Linked DNA regions of Zea mays: region 2 is linked to region 1. A link is a contact called in public Hi-C data. All regions are on one chromosome and are shown on one strand. Each heading gives the region's core, a stretch centred on a gene start, on an enhancer-like site or on the middle of the called end of the contact. The rest is flanking DNA. Distances are from core to core; before and after follow the strand shown.

Evidence for each region. Hi-C and Micro-C count contacts between places; a contact is called where the count stands out from the background.
Region 2: a contact with region 1 is called in a Hi-C map of leaf, with 4 times the contacts expected there. The contact joins the promoter of LOC100382230 here to the promoter of LOC100381660 in region 1. A contact is called at or near these places in 3 of 25 Hi-C or Micro-C datasets (all in leaf).

The regions. Positions count from the first base shown.
Region 1 is chr4:184,606,363-184,613,271 of Zm-B73-REFERENCE-NAM-5.0, forward strand. It overlaps LOC100381660 (F-box protein FBX14), which reads right to left and starts at 4,346. Exons shown (of 3, transcript NM_001318232.1): 1 at 3,510-4,346; 2 at 2,386-2,896; 3 at 854-2,285. The coding sequence starts at 4,237. The coding sequence ends at 1,524.
Region 2 is chr4:184,735,709-184,742,617 of Zm-B73-REFERENCE-NAM-5.0, forward strand. It overlaps LOC100382230 (Cupredoxin superfamily protein), which reads right to left and starts at 4,167. Exons shown (of 2, transcript NM_001174985.1): 1 at 3,863-4,167; 2 at 3,078-3,724. The coding sequence starts at 4,040. The coding sequence ends at 3,285.

The DNA.
Region 1 (6,909 bases), core at 3,096-5,595:
TCGTCCTGAAGGAAGGCGACAACCTCTCGCCGTAAACAAAGGCGTGATACCATGCCGGAGAACCCTTAACAAAAGAACCTGAGATCTAATAAAGCCCAGAGATCTCAAACCCTCAGATCGAGAAGAAAACCATCTAGATCGGTGGATCGCCTCGCCCCCAGATGCAGCTCGTGATATAAAGAAACTATAAACCGGGCAGATCGAACTGGATCCTGGAGATAACAAATGCGGGGCTCAGTGAGTCAGTGACCCCCAGGAAACAGACCACATGCTTGCCAGCCTCTCAGCCACAGCCACAGCAGAGGACTAGTGGTATAAAAGAATGCGTTCGTCCATGACAAAGAGACAACCGCATCCGTGTTTAACTATTCGGGACGGCTGGCTAGCTACTAGGGTTTGGTTCCGGCGCGCGACGCGAGTGGCTAGCACGCGGATGGAAGAAGGTGGCGCTCTCAGCTCAACAGGATCCTTTCTCAGCATATCAGCCCAGTTGGTGCCGGCTGGTGTTGGGCTGCCATGACGACCCCCTCCAGGATCCTGCAAAAGCAGCAGAATTATATATATAAAAAAGCAGACGGCCATCAGGGACAGTTTGATGTCATGACTCGTGAGGCTCTACTACATGGAACAAGGACGACCACTACCAGAGCAAATCATTGGTAGGGCCTATCGCTATGATGACACTTTCAACGAGCAGGCTACGGCCGTTTATGACAGCGATAGAGCTGTCGCAGTCGAGTTCGTAATATCTAGTAGGACTAGGAGTACGATGATGGCAAGCGATGGAACAGTAGTGTTGACAAGCGGCGGCCAGAGCTGTGGTGATGGTGAGGGGGCAAAGCCGATCAAATTTCCTCCAATAGATTCTTCATTCAAAAATAGCATGATGGTCTACAGGTCTACAAAAAAAAATATAGCTCAGGAATGCTAAAAAAACAATGGGGGAAAAGGGAGGGAAAAAAATAGCGGAGTGGTCGAGTTTTGGAGTAATCTAAAACACAAGTAATGGCCGGTGGTGGAGCACTGAAGCTTTGGACGTAGGCAGCAATGCCCCACCCAATTCATTGGTCTGATCTGAAAAATGGAACGGGAGATGGCACAAAGCACAAGTAGCTGGAGACTTGAGAGCGCCACAGAACCGTCCCCCAAGCCTGCTGACTGGAGCCATCAGTGTGCAGTCAGTTCCTGTGCAATCAGACACTACCCATCCATCACTGCTATTACTGTAAGCGCTGGCGCCATGAATGAGGAGGCCATCAGATGTCTCTCGCTCTGGATCTGGATGTGCTCCTCAACTGCCCCAACTCTGGATGCCGCCCACGCCAGATCAAGTGTGGAAAAGAATAATCGGCAGGTTCTGACTTGATTGATTTTACGATGGGACGCTCCCCTCGCCTGCAGCACCTTGAAAATCATCCGCAGGACGCTCCCCTCGCTTGCTCTGAAAACTTGGTAAGTTAACAATACAACAAACATGTTCGTGGGTACAGCAGGGCTGTGTTCTTCCGGTGGCGGCAGCAGCACTACAAGAGGGTGACGAACGGCGGAGCATCATTCCTTGGCCCTGCCAGTGACCGATACAAGTACAGCTTGTCAACGGTCTCAGCCTCCCCTTCATCTTCGGAGTGGTCCTTGATTACTTCGACCACCAGATTCTGCATCTGCTGAGCTACACCTCTACAGCCCCTCATCGTCAGCCTGCACGAGTTCATCCACAAGAACCTCATGTTGTACAAGTAGTCCAGTCCTGAGAGCAAACCCCTGTCACTGAAAGGGCTATCTCTGACCTCAAGCTTCTGCAGCTTGGTGCACCCCTCGAATACATACTGGAGGGCCATGTCACTGTTCCCAGCGAAGGCGACGGAGAGGGTCTTTATTAGCTTCCCGTGTTTTCCGATGTACGCAAAGGCCTTATCGGTGAGCAGGCCGGAGACCGAAAGCCTGGTGAGTTTCTTGCAGTTCATCACGATTGCACCGAAACCTTCGTCCATGGGCTCCCCAGTGTCCCGATCGGGTCGGTGGCGGCCCATAATGCAGAGGCGGAACACTACGAGCTCAGGACAGTTCTTCGACATATCAATTACTGCTGCATTTGTCATCCTCTGGCAAAAGTAGAGGATTGATTCCAGCTTCCGGCAGCCTTCTGAGATTGCCTGAAGACCAACGTCTGAGACCGAACCCTCGGAATCTTCAGAGGCATCCAAAGGAAAAACTCTCAGCTCACGGAGATCAGAGCATGCATCAGCCACAGCACGAAGGCCTTCATCACCCACAGTATCAAGGACCTGCAATAAGTAATTAAACATCAATGCCTGTATCTTAGTTGCCAGTCCACACACACAAAAAAATGTATATGCATCAATGAAAATCTGGAAGGCAGCCCACCCAGAAAGTGCGAAGATTCGTGCAGTTGCGAATAGCTGGCTTCAGTTCCGCAGCGGTTAGGCTTGCAAAGCTGAAGTTTAGTGACGTGAGGTTGGCACAGACAGGGTAGATCGCCGGGAGGTATTCTGGGTCAACCTCCCGGAAACCTGATAGACAAACCAGAGACCTGGATGCAGCAAAAGATGTAGCGAGCTCAGTCACAGCCAACCCCCCACCAGGGGCACCCTCAGATCGGAATGCACCAGTTCCAAAGTGCGTAAGCTGGGGTGCTCTTGCCATGAGACGACGCAGCTGCTCTACTGAAACATGGTGGTTCACACGCAGCCGTCGCAAAGCCGGTGAGCGTGCAACAAGTGCCTCCAGGGCCTCAAAGTTGAACGGGCAGCTGACACAATCGAAGACAAGCGACTCCAGAGAGGTGTTGGACTCTGGGAACTTGGAGATCCAATCCACCAGCTCCTCATCGTCGTCCTCTACGTAATCTTCGATCAGATCCAGCACACGAAGATGCCTACAAAACCAAAAACACCAACCGTGAGCATGAGATACCAGTATTACACTTAAATGCTGCTATTAGTGCTCCTATATTCCCCGATAAGGAAGAGCGTGCAACTGGAAGTGCCCCAAACCCTGAGTGTAACCAATTAATTAACGAGACTGTTCTGCCAAGGACCTAAACGGGGTAATAGGATCAAAGTTTGGCAGTAGAACTTCGCGGACTTCCCATGGCAAGAATCGGCTGTGACAGTAGCAGGTGTCACTATCTGATGATTAGAAAGTCGAGCACAATAAATAATCGATTTACTGGTAATTTTCAAAACACGACGTGTAGCGATCAGAAAGAAACCAACCAATACGACCATAAAAGGTCGGCGAGATCAGATTCTGATCCATGGCACGGCCGGACCAATTATACTGAAAAGCGTAAAAAGGCTAGGCGCGCACATTAAATAAGGCGGAATTGCGTGGTGCAGCTAGGATTGAACAAAATGCACAGTACGATACCCTCCGAAAGTAAGGAAAGCAGGTAAAATACTCCTCTTCCTCTGGATACCGCAGGGCCGCTTAGATTCACAGCCCGTGTGCAGCGAAGCATAGAAAAGGTGAGTGGTAGGGCGACATACCGGCAGCGCTCGGCGATGACGGCGAGACCGAGCGTGCTGAAGCCATCGCAGCACACGAGCGAGAGGTCCCTGAGGAAGGGGAAGGAGCTGGCGACGAGCGCGAGGTCGTCGTCGGATACGGCCATCCGCTTGAGGCAGATGCGCTGGAGCCGCGGGTAGGCGGGGCCGAGCGCGGCCACCCAGGGGGAGACGTAGGCGCCCCAGCCGTAGGGCACGAGGCTGAAGTCCGCGAAGCGGGGCTTGCCCTTGAGCACGACGGCGCGCAGGCCGCCGAAGCGCTCGACGGCGCGGCGCGGCGAGACGGCGTAGCAGTTGCCGATGAAGAGCTCGCGGCGCGTCTGCGCCTCGGCGCGGTACCAGGAGCGGCAGACGAGCGAGGCGGCGTTGCGGTCCCGCGCGGCGGTGAGGAACTCGAGCACGGTCTCGAGCACGTTCTCCAGCACCTGGTCCGGCGGAGCCCACCTCCCGCCGCCGCCGCCGCCGCCGTTGCCGCCCCGCAGATCCGGCTCCCACCGGTCCCCGCCCCCTCCGCCGGGGTCGTCCTCCGACATCTGCGACGGCGGCGAGTCGGAGTCGTCCTCCGCCGCGTCCCGCATACCGGACGCGGAGGAGGAGGAGGGCGAGGCGGAGGACGCCGTGGGTGCTAGGGTTAGGGATTGGGGGATCTGGGGAGGGGAGGCGCGGTGTGGTGGGACGGAGGAGGTGGAGGACGAGTGGGGAGTGCTCATGTGAGACTGGAAAAAAAAAGGATTAAATAATGATTAGATCTGATCGAGGGAGCGCGACGAGCGGGCGAGCTAGCAAGGTGGACTAGCACTGCTCGGAGGACTGCCTGGGACGCAGCGCAGCGATCGAAAGAAAGCCCACTCCTTTTTATATTCTCTCGCTCTCGCGGTCTCTCCCTCCTCACCGTTTGGCTGCTTTCGGTTTGGACTATCCTCTCCTCGCTGGAGGAGAGAAACGAACGGTGATCAGACCGGGCGCAAACGGCGGCCGGCGACGCCCGAGGAAGGAACAGGACGATATGCCATTACGCACGCTACGCAGGGGGGAGAGACGAAGACGCCTGGTGCATGGGCTTGTTCCTTTCTTCTCTGGGTCAGAGACTCGTAGGAGAGCGAGTACTCTTGCCACTTATTACGCGCATCCCGCCGTTGCGAGCATACAGTATGGCACGGTTTATTAGATTTAGCTCGCGCGTTAACCAGGCCCATTTCACCCGAAGGCGGTTTTCACCCCTCCGGCTTTATGATTTGTTGGTTCTTGGAAGGCTGGAAGCGCTCCTCCACGTGAGGCTAGTTCAGAATTTTCAGAGCGCCAGACACGCTCTATCCTAAAGAAATACAATTATCATTTTCTAAAGAATCGAATAATTCAATTTTTTAAATCTATAAAAAGGTATCAACAGCTAATATGTTATTAAGTAAATATGATTAGCCTAAAAATTGTGTTTCAATCTAAATAAGTATACAAATATTGATACTCGCTCTATCCCAAATATTAGTCGTTTTAGCCTTTAATTTTATGTCTATGTTCAAATTAATGATAATAAATCTCTCTCTATATAGTAATGTCTATACAGCCAGTTAAGTTTTAAAAAGATTAACATACTCTGACCAAAAAATATATATATATATATATATATACACGTTTCTTACCCCAGGAAAGGTATCCAAAACCGGGTCTCGAGTCTTGACAGGCGAGGGCGTTGTTGCAGAGCATGCATGGCTTCTTCTCCTACCGTGCAACGCGACACTGCTCTGTGTGCTTATTGCTTAATCATGCGGAGTATCCGGACCCCGGGCCCGGGCCCCGGCCACCCACAGACCCACTGTTCAGCCACACCGCGAGCTCTAGGCCTCTAGCTCGCTTTATGACTCCTGTCCTGACGTCCTGTGCGAGGATTGGCTGGCCGGGAGGAGCGCCATGGGCCATGGCACCGGCGAATGTGTACGTGTCCGATACACAACACAGGTCAGGTCACGCCAAACGCCGGGCGTGTGCACTCTGCCGTGCGGAGTAGTAATCTGCACCGCGCTTCGGGCCTTCGGCTACTCTGCAGTGCACAAAGGGAAGCAGTGCAGTCTGCAGTGGCCATATTTGTTCGACTTCCGCGCGAGTCTAAGGTTCGTAGCTCATCTTTGAAATCACATCTTAGAATCCATTATTTTTAGCCAAACAGTTTCTAGATCTTGCATTACTAGATTTTTGTGCAGAATCTCACAAATCTCTTGGTGTGGGTTGATGACGGGAATTTGTAATCTAGCTCCTTGAGAATCATTTTTCGGCCGCATACAGTAAAAAGAGACGCCGGGCTTTTCACGGCCGGGCAAGGCAAGCGGGAAGAGATCACTGGCCGTGGCAGGCAGAAATATCAAATATCTTTCCCGTCAGAGGAGCCAGCCATATTTTACTCTACCTCGGGACTCATGAAAACCCTGGAACGATCCCCGAAGCGCGCTCTACCGGGGCCCTGCCACGAGGTCTCGGTTTCAGAGAATTTCACCTGCGCTCACTGTCTGATGGCATCCGATGATCCAATCCAAAGCTCTCAATTCCAGGGTGTCTGTGTCTGTGTCTTGGCATGGTGCGTTCCAGGTTCTTCATCCAGTTGGAGGTTGGAGCAAAGGGTACACAGGTACGTATGACCGTCCTAGATCTAATTAGCTCACATGCTCACAGCCTACCAGCTATTTGGTTAAGCACCTGAAGGACCGGAGAGAGAGAGGGAGGACAAAACCAACGCCGGTCATACGCCTTTGGCGGCTTCGCCCGGTACCCCGATATGTTTGTTCATAAATCGTGTGATTGGATACATGTATCTGTATAGGCGGGCTCCCTTGAGCCTGACCCAGCGGATACACAACTTTGTCCCGTATCCACGCATGCAACCGTAAATACGCCAGTTGCACATGTGCATGCAGGCTGAACCAACTGCATGCAGGTAACCGAACGTATGCACAGAGCAAGTCAACGCATGGGAGGAGCCCTGCTACGGCACGCAACCAATCACATAGAAATAGCCAGTAGCCGTCACCTGCAAGTACGGAAGTGCCAACCTGAACTTTACTTGAACTTGATAAAAGCAAAACACGCGGTTCCACTACCAAACTATGATGTGCATCTAGAGTTTAATCGGCTCTGCTCTACGTTCTTTTAGCCATACTTTTCAGCTCTGCTCTACGTTTTTTTAGCCAGATAGATATAGTTGCACAAACTCTGCTTCAGAAAAAAGGGTAAAGTTGTAAGATCATCTAAAGGGTGCTCCAAAAACTCTAGGTCGTTTTTATAAAACTGCTCAGCCGATGGAGTTTGCAGATCAAAGTTCATAAAGCAGTTCCAAACAGGCGTAAGGCTGCAGTTAATACTTCTTGCACCGTTGGACCACCATGCACAAATG
Region 2 (6,909 bases), core at 2,917-5,416, 130 kb after region 1:
AGCAAGCAAGCTCGGTGCACGATGCCGGCTTCGGTACGACTTCCATGAAACTTTGCTCGAACTTTCAAATAGGGCAGGCAAAAAAAACACACATTTGGCACCAGCCGTGGACGTAGAAATAAAAAGGACAGTTTGTTTCATCTTTTTTTTTATTGACGAGTTTCACTAAAAGTATCGTAGAAATTACACGTGAAAAATAGTCCATAGTATTTAGGATCCAGAAAATAACGAATTCTTAATATCGGAATGATTTGATCGATTATATGTCTACCCTGATTTTAGACAATTTTATCAAAACGATTCTCATAAAAACTGGTTGAAAACTGTTATTTTAATTTAAATCACTATTTAGTATTTGTAATTTTAATTTAAATCGGGATACAAATGTTATTGGATACTAATATAAAATGAATATCTCGATAATTACTTGATTCAAAGTAATATTTATCTTTTTTGATTATCTATAGTTTTTTAGTACAATATAATTAGTACGAATGATGGAATTTAAAATATATCTATATAGCACCATTGATAAAGACAACCATAAAAAATGATTTAATCAATATTTAAATAATTAAACATAAAAAGAGATATATATTAATTACTGAATTTAATTAACTAAAAATAAATTATAAATATATAAATAAAATACAGAGTGATATAATTATCTTTACTTAAATTAATTAAATCTAAGATTTATATTTTTACTATAGTTATAACAACCCCACATAACTTTTAAATAACGTTGCATATCAACGTTATATTAATTTTTTATTTATATACTTAATTAGTCGTAGTTATATGATTTAGATGATTATAGATTAATTTATACTTAATGGATATGAATAATATATGATATTTTGGTTTTTAGCATATAATGAACAACTGTGGCAGAACCGACAAGATTATTTGCTTAAGTGTCCAAGTCTCGCTTTAAAGTCAATGGCACACTTAAATTGAAATAATCTGTCAGCCCGTTGGTCTCGTCCGATAAAACCACTCAACAAGGATTAAGTATCACTTGTTCACTCGAAGGTGAGGCACAAAGAATAAAGTAAAGCATAATACCACGATTTAAAATAGTATTTAAAGTTATTACATCAATCGAAGTTCAGACGTAGAAAGCATAGTTTTTTATGCAGCGGAAATAAACCAACGAAGATAACTGGAGAGTAGGGCGAATCCTGCACACTCCTCCTCCTCCTGGTCCTCTCGATTTTTTTAAAAATTAAAATAAATATATTTATTTAATATCTATATTTAAGTTAGATATGAATACGTATACTCATATTTACCATAAAAACGCAGAACATCCGTATCGACATCGACGTGCCGAGTGCAGAATGCGAACTTGGTAATCCGCGCCAAAGTCGGCAATGTCAAGCGTGAACTCGAATATTTTTGGGGTTATGGTGAGGCGAGGGGACCAGCGTAAACAATCCGTTTTTATTTATTAACGCGGTGGTCGCTTTTGCATCGCCGCCGTGCACGCCACGCGCGCGGGGCGCGAGATGAGCAGCGGGGTTCCCGACCTGGGCTGGGGCGCCGGCGGCATGGTGGCTAGCGACCTGGCTGTGGAGTACGGCAGTTCCGTGCTTACTCCGATGTGGCGCTGTCCAGTTGTCGTCGTCGCATGCACTCATCAGCACATGGACGCTCGACGCTTCCTCGTCGGCCGAGACGCGGACGGGGTTGTGGCGGTGCGACCTGATTTGGCACCGGCACCGCCTGGGATTCTCGTAGTACGCCGTTGTAAACTCGCCGTCAGAACCTACTCAAGCTGTGGAAGTCAAGCTGTTTCCACGGGACACTCGCCATAATTCGCCAGACTCGCACCGCCGTGCAGTATGGTTTCATGTTCAGATAGGGCTTTCAACACAACACGGAGGCACCGGCAAGGCAAGCAGTCAGATTCTCCCTACTGTTCTACACCTGTACGTGCAGGTGCAACCACCTAAAACCTGAGAGCAGAGGCATTTCATCGTACGTAGAGTAGGCTGGTAGGTCCGATTCTCTGGACAGGGATTGAGAAGAAGACACCAATGCCTCTGAGATGGAGACATATCCATCGATGTGTTCGCCGATCAAACAAGAGATGAACATGACAGTAGGCACCACCAAAACTTCAGTTCCTACTTACGTATTTGATTCCAGAGACTAAAAGTGTTTAGGAGTTAGAACTCATCAAATGACTCATAAGTGTTTAGGAGTTAACTAGAACAAGAGTTTGGGTTTAGAGTTCAGAGGCCTCTTGTGATCTTGTCCCCGTGGACTTAACGGAACAACGGGTGACTGAGCTGTGAGCTAGAGGCCTAGAGTCAGGCACCAAGGCAAAGCACTTGCCATTTGGTGTCGTCAGCGATGTGTCAATTTTAGTGGAAGGCGAGTGATGCTGGCTGGGTACGAACAAAATGGCTACAGGATTTAGCCGGTCTCTTATCGTCCAACTCATCACATCCTTTGCTATTAGTTGCAGGATAATTCAGCTAGCTGAAGGAACAAAAAAAAAAGACTATGGCCCAAGGCAACTAACACCAGAGGCCGAGCAAAAAACACCAGTTTCTCTAGAAATTATGTCTCGTAGAACATTTTATTTTTCTATTTAAAACATTTGTTTTCTCATGTAACTTTTTTTCTAGTAGAAATATAGTTGCTTCCAGTCAAGAATAATACACCACCGTGAAGGGGCAATTAAAGTTGTTATACTTGATTTAGTTGAAGATAAGTGGATTGTACGGCTGAACTTATTTTCAACGTTGTAAACTTATTTGCAGACGACCAGACGGCGTTACGCAGACGACCGCCTGACGGAAGCCGCTGTCCCAGACGTCAATGCGCAGACGGCCGCTTAACGGAAGCCGCTGTCCCAGACGTCACTGCGCAGACGCCCGCCTAACGGAAGCTCCCGGTGTCGGAGTCATCAGCTTCAGCTCGGCTCGATTACACGGCTCAGCCGCGCCCGCGAATGCCACGAAACCTGCTAATATGACATGGGCCTTCATAGGCCTAATTTATGTGCAGATGGGCTAAATTAATCTCACACGTGGGCTTCCCTCTGCCTAATTTACTGCCTGTTTGGTTTGCACATGCGGGGCAATTCGACTGGTTCAAGGAAAGTGATTTGCACGGTTTGGTTGCACGGCGATTTAGAGTGGAGTCGAGACACCAGTCACCAGCTTGGCAAGTATACTATACCCCAGCTAGCTCGATCCGGACCAAAGAACAAACACATACGTTACACTGTTACATACCCTGGTCGACCACGGTCCATGGCCGCCCTTTGCCTAGAGCAGCGCTAGCCGGACGCCCACACACCAAACCAGACTAAATCCAGCCAACGCCGCCGACCCAAGGCCGGCCGCGCTGGGGTATGACGTGAACGGAGTCATGCCCGGGGTCGCCGTGGTGCCGCCGCCGCCAGAGCACGTCGGCGTCGTGTACGGCGTGGTGGTGGCCGGCGTCGTGTACGGCGTGGTAGGGGTCGGGGACGACGTCCGCGGCGTGGCAGCAGGGGAGTTGGAGCCGCCGACGGTCACCGCCAGCTTCATCCCGGCGCCGCAGTGCCCCGTGATGCTGCACACGAAGTAGTGGGTGCCTGGCGTCCTGAGGGCCACGGTGGTCGCGCCGCTGCTGTCGGAGCCCAGCGGGTTGGCGGCCGTGCACGCCATGTACTCGGCCGCGCTCACCTCCACCACCGTGTGCAGCCCTTTCGCGTAGTTGAACACTGCGACCCACATATCGGACAAACAAATTAAACTCGATCGCGTGAGCCAAAGGACGAAACCAGAACGCGTGCGTGACGACATGTGCCTGCGTATGCATGCACATGCATGAAGCAAGACGACAGCACGCATATACGTACCGAGATTGTCCCCGACTTTGAAGTTTTTGGAGGCGGCCCAAGATGTGTAGTCGACGCCGGTTGTCCAGCCGGACCCGTCGCCGACGGTGTAGCTTGTGGCGGCTGCCGTGGAGGAGAAGCAGGCCACGAGCAGCAGCACTACTGCGAGCGGCAACCGAGAACCCCAGGAAGAAGCCATTGATCGAGCTGTTGCGATCAAGCGTTTCCCAAGAAAGCAGCTTTAGCTTGAATGGTGTCGATCGCTTCCACTGACGCGGAGACGCGGGGGAAATACGGCCCTATATAACCGCAACGCGGGGTTGGTATGGTGGGCAATAGGCTTCCACCGGCTGCGTGGGAAAGAATATATCGATCCGCTTTACCTATGACTCTATGAGGAAATGAAACGCTTTCGACGAATAGGAGCGGCGATTAATTGTTCATGCTAGCTAGTTCGGATCGGGGGCTCTATCTGTCTGTTCATGCCACCAACAACCAATGATACAAGGTTTCGAGAACGAAGTTTCGACAACAACAAGTTTTCCATCATAACAAACAGGACTTTTATGTAGCATTGATGGATCTCCTGTCGCCTGTTCATCAGCGTTCAGGGAGACCATAGATTTTGTCGTCATATGATCTCATCGTCGTCGTCGCATCCATTTCCCTGCCACCAGCAGCTTAACTGATCAACCCCTTGAGTAAATCTTACTCCACACTAAGCTATGCAGTGTCTTTTTCGCCTACACAGATTATTCTCTCGCAAAACTAGTCCCAAACATTCGATCTCGAACGGGTGGCTCTGATGAAACTCCACATATTTTATTTACAGATTCGCGGACGACCAAGGGAGATATGCATCGGAAACGCACCCATGCATTATCGCTTTGCGTCGGTCCATGCATTTGGTTTTTTAGGTGCCATATCTTTTCATATGATATATAGTGTAGGCCAAAGTGAGGTGAATCTGATTGTGTCCGGTGCTGGCGGGGTGGCATCTGATTTCTCTTCTTCACATGGAGATCGGTTGGGTTAAGCTACCTAATCTTTTGACAATGACTTCACACTTGTATGTCGATCGCTCAAGGTGCATGCTTTCCATGTTCATGTATGCCGAGGACATGAGAAGACCCTTGAAATAAAACTTAATCTAACGCATGATCATAACCTATACATAATGCCGAAGTTCTTGATGTCAGGCCAGAGTTGTGTGCAGCCATAGCAGCCTCTGGTGATGATGCAATATTCGTAGGTGTAGCAGATGACTTCAATAATTTACCACCGGAGGACGAGTTGATGCAATATCCTCTGCGGGTGAAGAACGAGTTGTCGGGTAGCGGTGACCTTCTGGTTCTGGACGCTACCGGCACTCACCTGGACGGGGACGGATCTTCCTAAACCTTCCAACATCTTAGACTATGTTTGAATACTCGGCGTATAAATTACAATTTACATTCTAATCCCCCTCAACCTATATGTATACTATAACATCCAAAGGTGTAAAGTAATGAAGAGTATTGAGCATAATCCCTCATTATTGAGGGATTCTAGTCCTCTACTCCTCTCAATCATCTTCTCCCAAACAAGCACTAGGAGCAAGTGTAATGGAGAGGATTGAGAGGGTCATTTTAAATAGTAAGGGCTTGTTCGGATTAAGATGGATCGAAGGAATTAAACCTTCTCCTACTTAAATTTGTATATATAGGTCCAATGCCCATCAATCCATTTCTAACCGAACAAGTCCTAATACTGGCCGCGCAGTGAGGCGCTTCAAACCGAACGCTACCAGATATACTTATTAGGAGTTATTTATATGGCCCTATTACCCATAATTATATACTCTCCACTAAGCCCATGCTTAATGGATGTTGTATAGAAAGGTTATATGGTAAGCCTTTAGTAAGTTGCTATATAAACATCAACTTAGTACCTATGTCCTCAAATTTAATAGTATGATTCTGAGTTCTATCCTTCACAACATAATACTTGAGGTCTAAATGTTTTGACCCCTTAGTTAATTTTTCGTTACCAGAAAATAGTATCACAATTCACAACCTAATATCCTAAAAGTAAGTGGTTTTGAAATGGTGTCTACAAATTTAAGGCCCACCACAAAATTTTTAAGCCAAATAGCCTAGCTTGTTGTGTTGTAACAAGCAATAATTTCAGCTTGCATCATCATCATCGACGATTTTTATGCAAATGACTCTCCAAATGATAATTTAGAGAGTAAAATTTAGAAGAAAAAAATCTTAGAGATGCTATAAGATATAAAAAAACTGATCAAACATTTTATAAAATTGATTAGCTTTATAGAAATTATTACTAACATATGTACGTCCAAATAAGTTTGTTAAAAAAAGTATATCTACCGATTCATCCAATGGTACTAATTACTACCTCCGTCCTACAATATTTGTCGTCCGCTAGTTTATTTTTGAACTAGAACGCGATAAATAAAAAACGGAGGGAGTAAGAATGTGATATCCTGACCCCTAGGTGATGATGTCCTGATCCAAGGCTTAATATAATTAATAGAGTATCCATACTAATATGGTGTATCTTCTTTTTCGGAAGTTTAGTTCGAAAGAACCTCTAAGTTAAGCGTGATTGACTTCGAGCAATTTGGAATGGATGACCGACCGGGAAGTTTTTCTCGGGTGCGCATTTGAAGGACAAATTATGGTATATGATCCTAGAGAGCTGGCAGGACTAAGTACCACCCGTCCAGTGATTGGACAGAATGTTACAAAGAATCAAAATTATTAATATATTTTTACATATATTTAGCTAAAACTAAAAACATTTGACTTCTCGTCAGCCGAGAATGAAACCCTTTACGAGAGGGAGGGAGTTATGCCAATAAAATGCTGTAAGCTGTTTGGTTAATGGACATGACCCTACCTTATCTCTTTTAAAACAGTTGTCAAACATCAATCTATTTTTATCATATAGAAGAGTATGTTGAAAGCAAGATTTAAGGTACTGTAAAAATATATACCATGCCAAAGTAGATACTTCGAAAAACCAGCTTGAGATTCTAACTCTTCGATTGAGTGACGTTATAT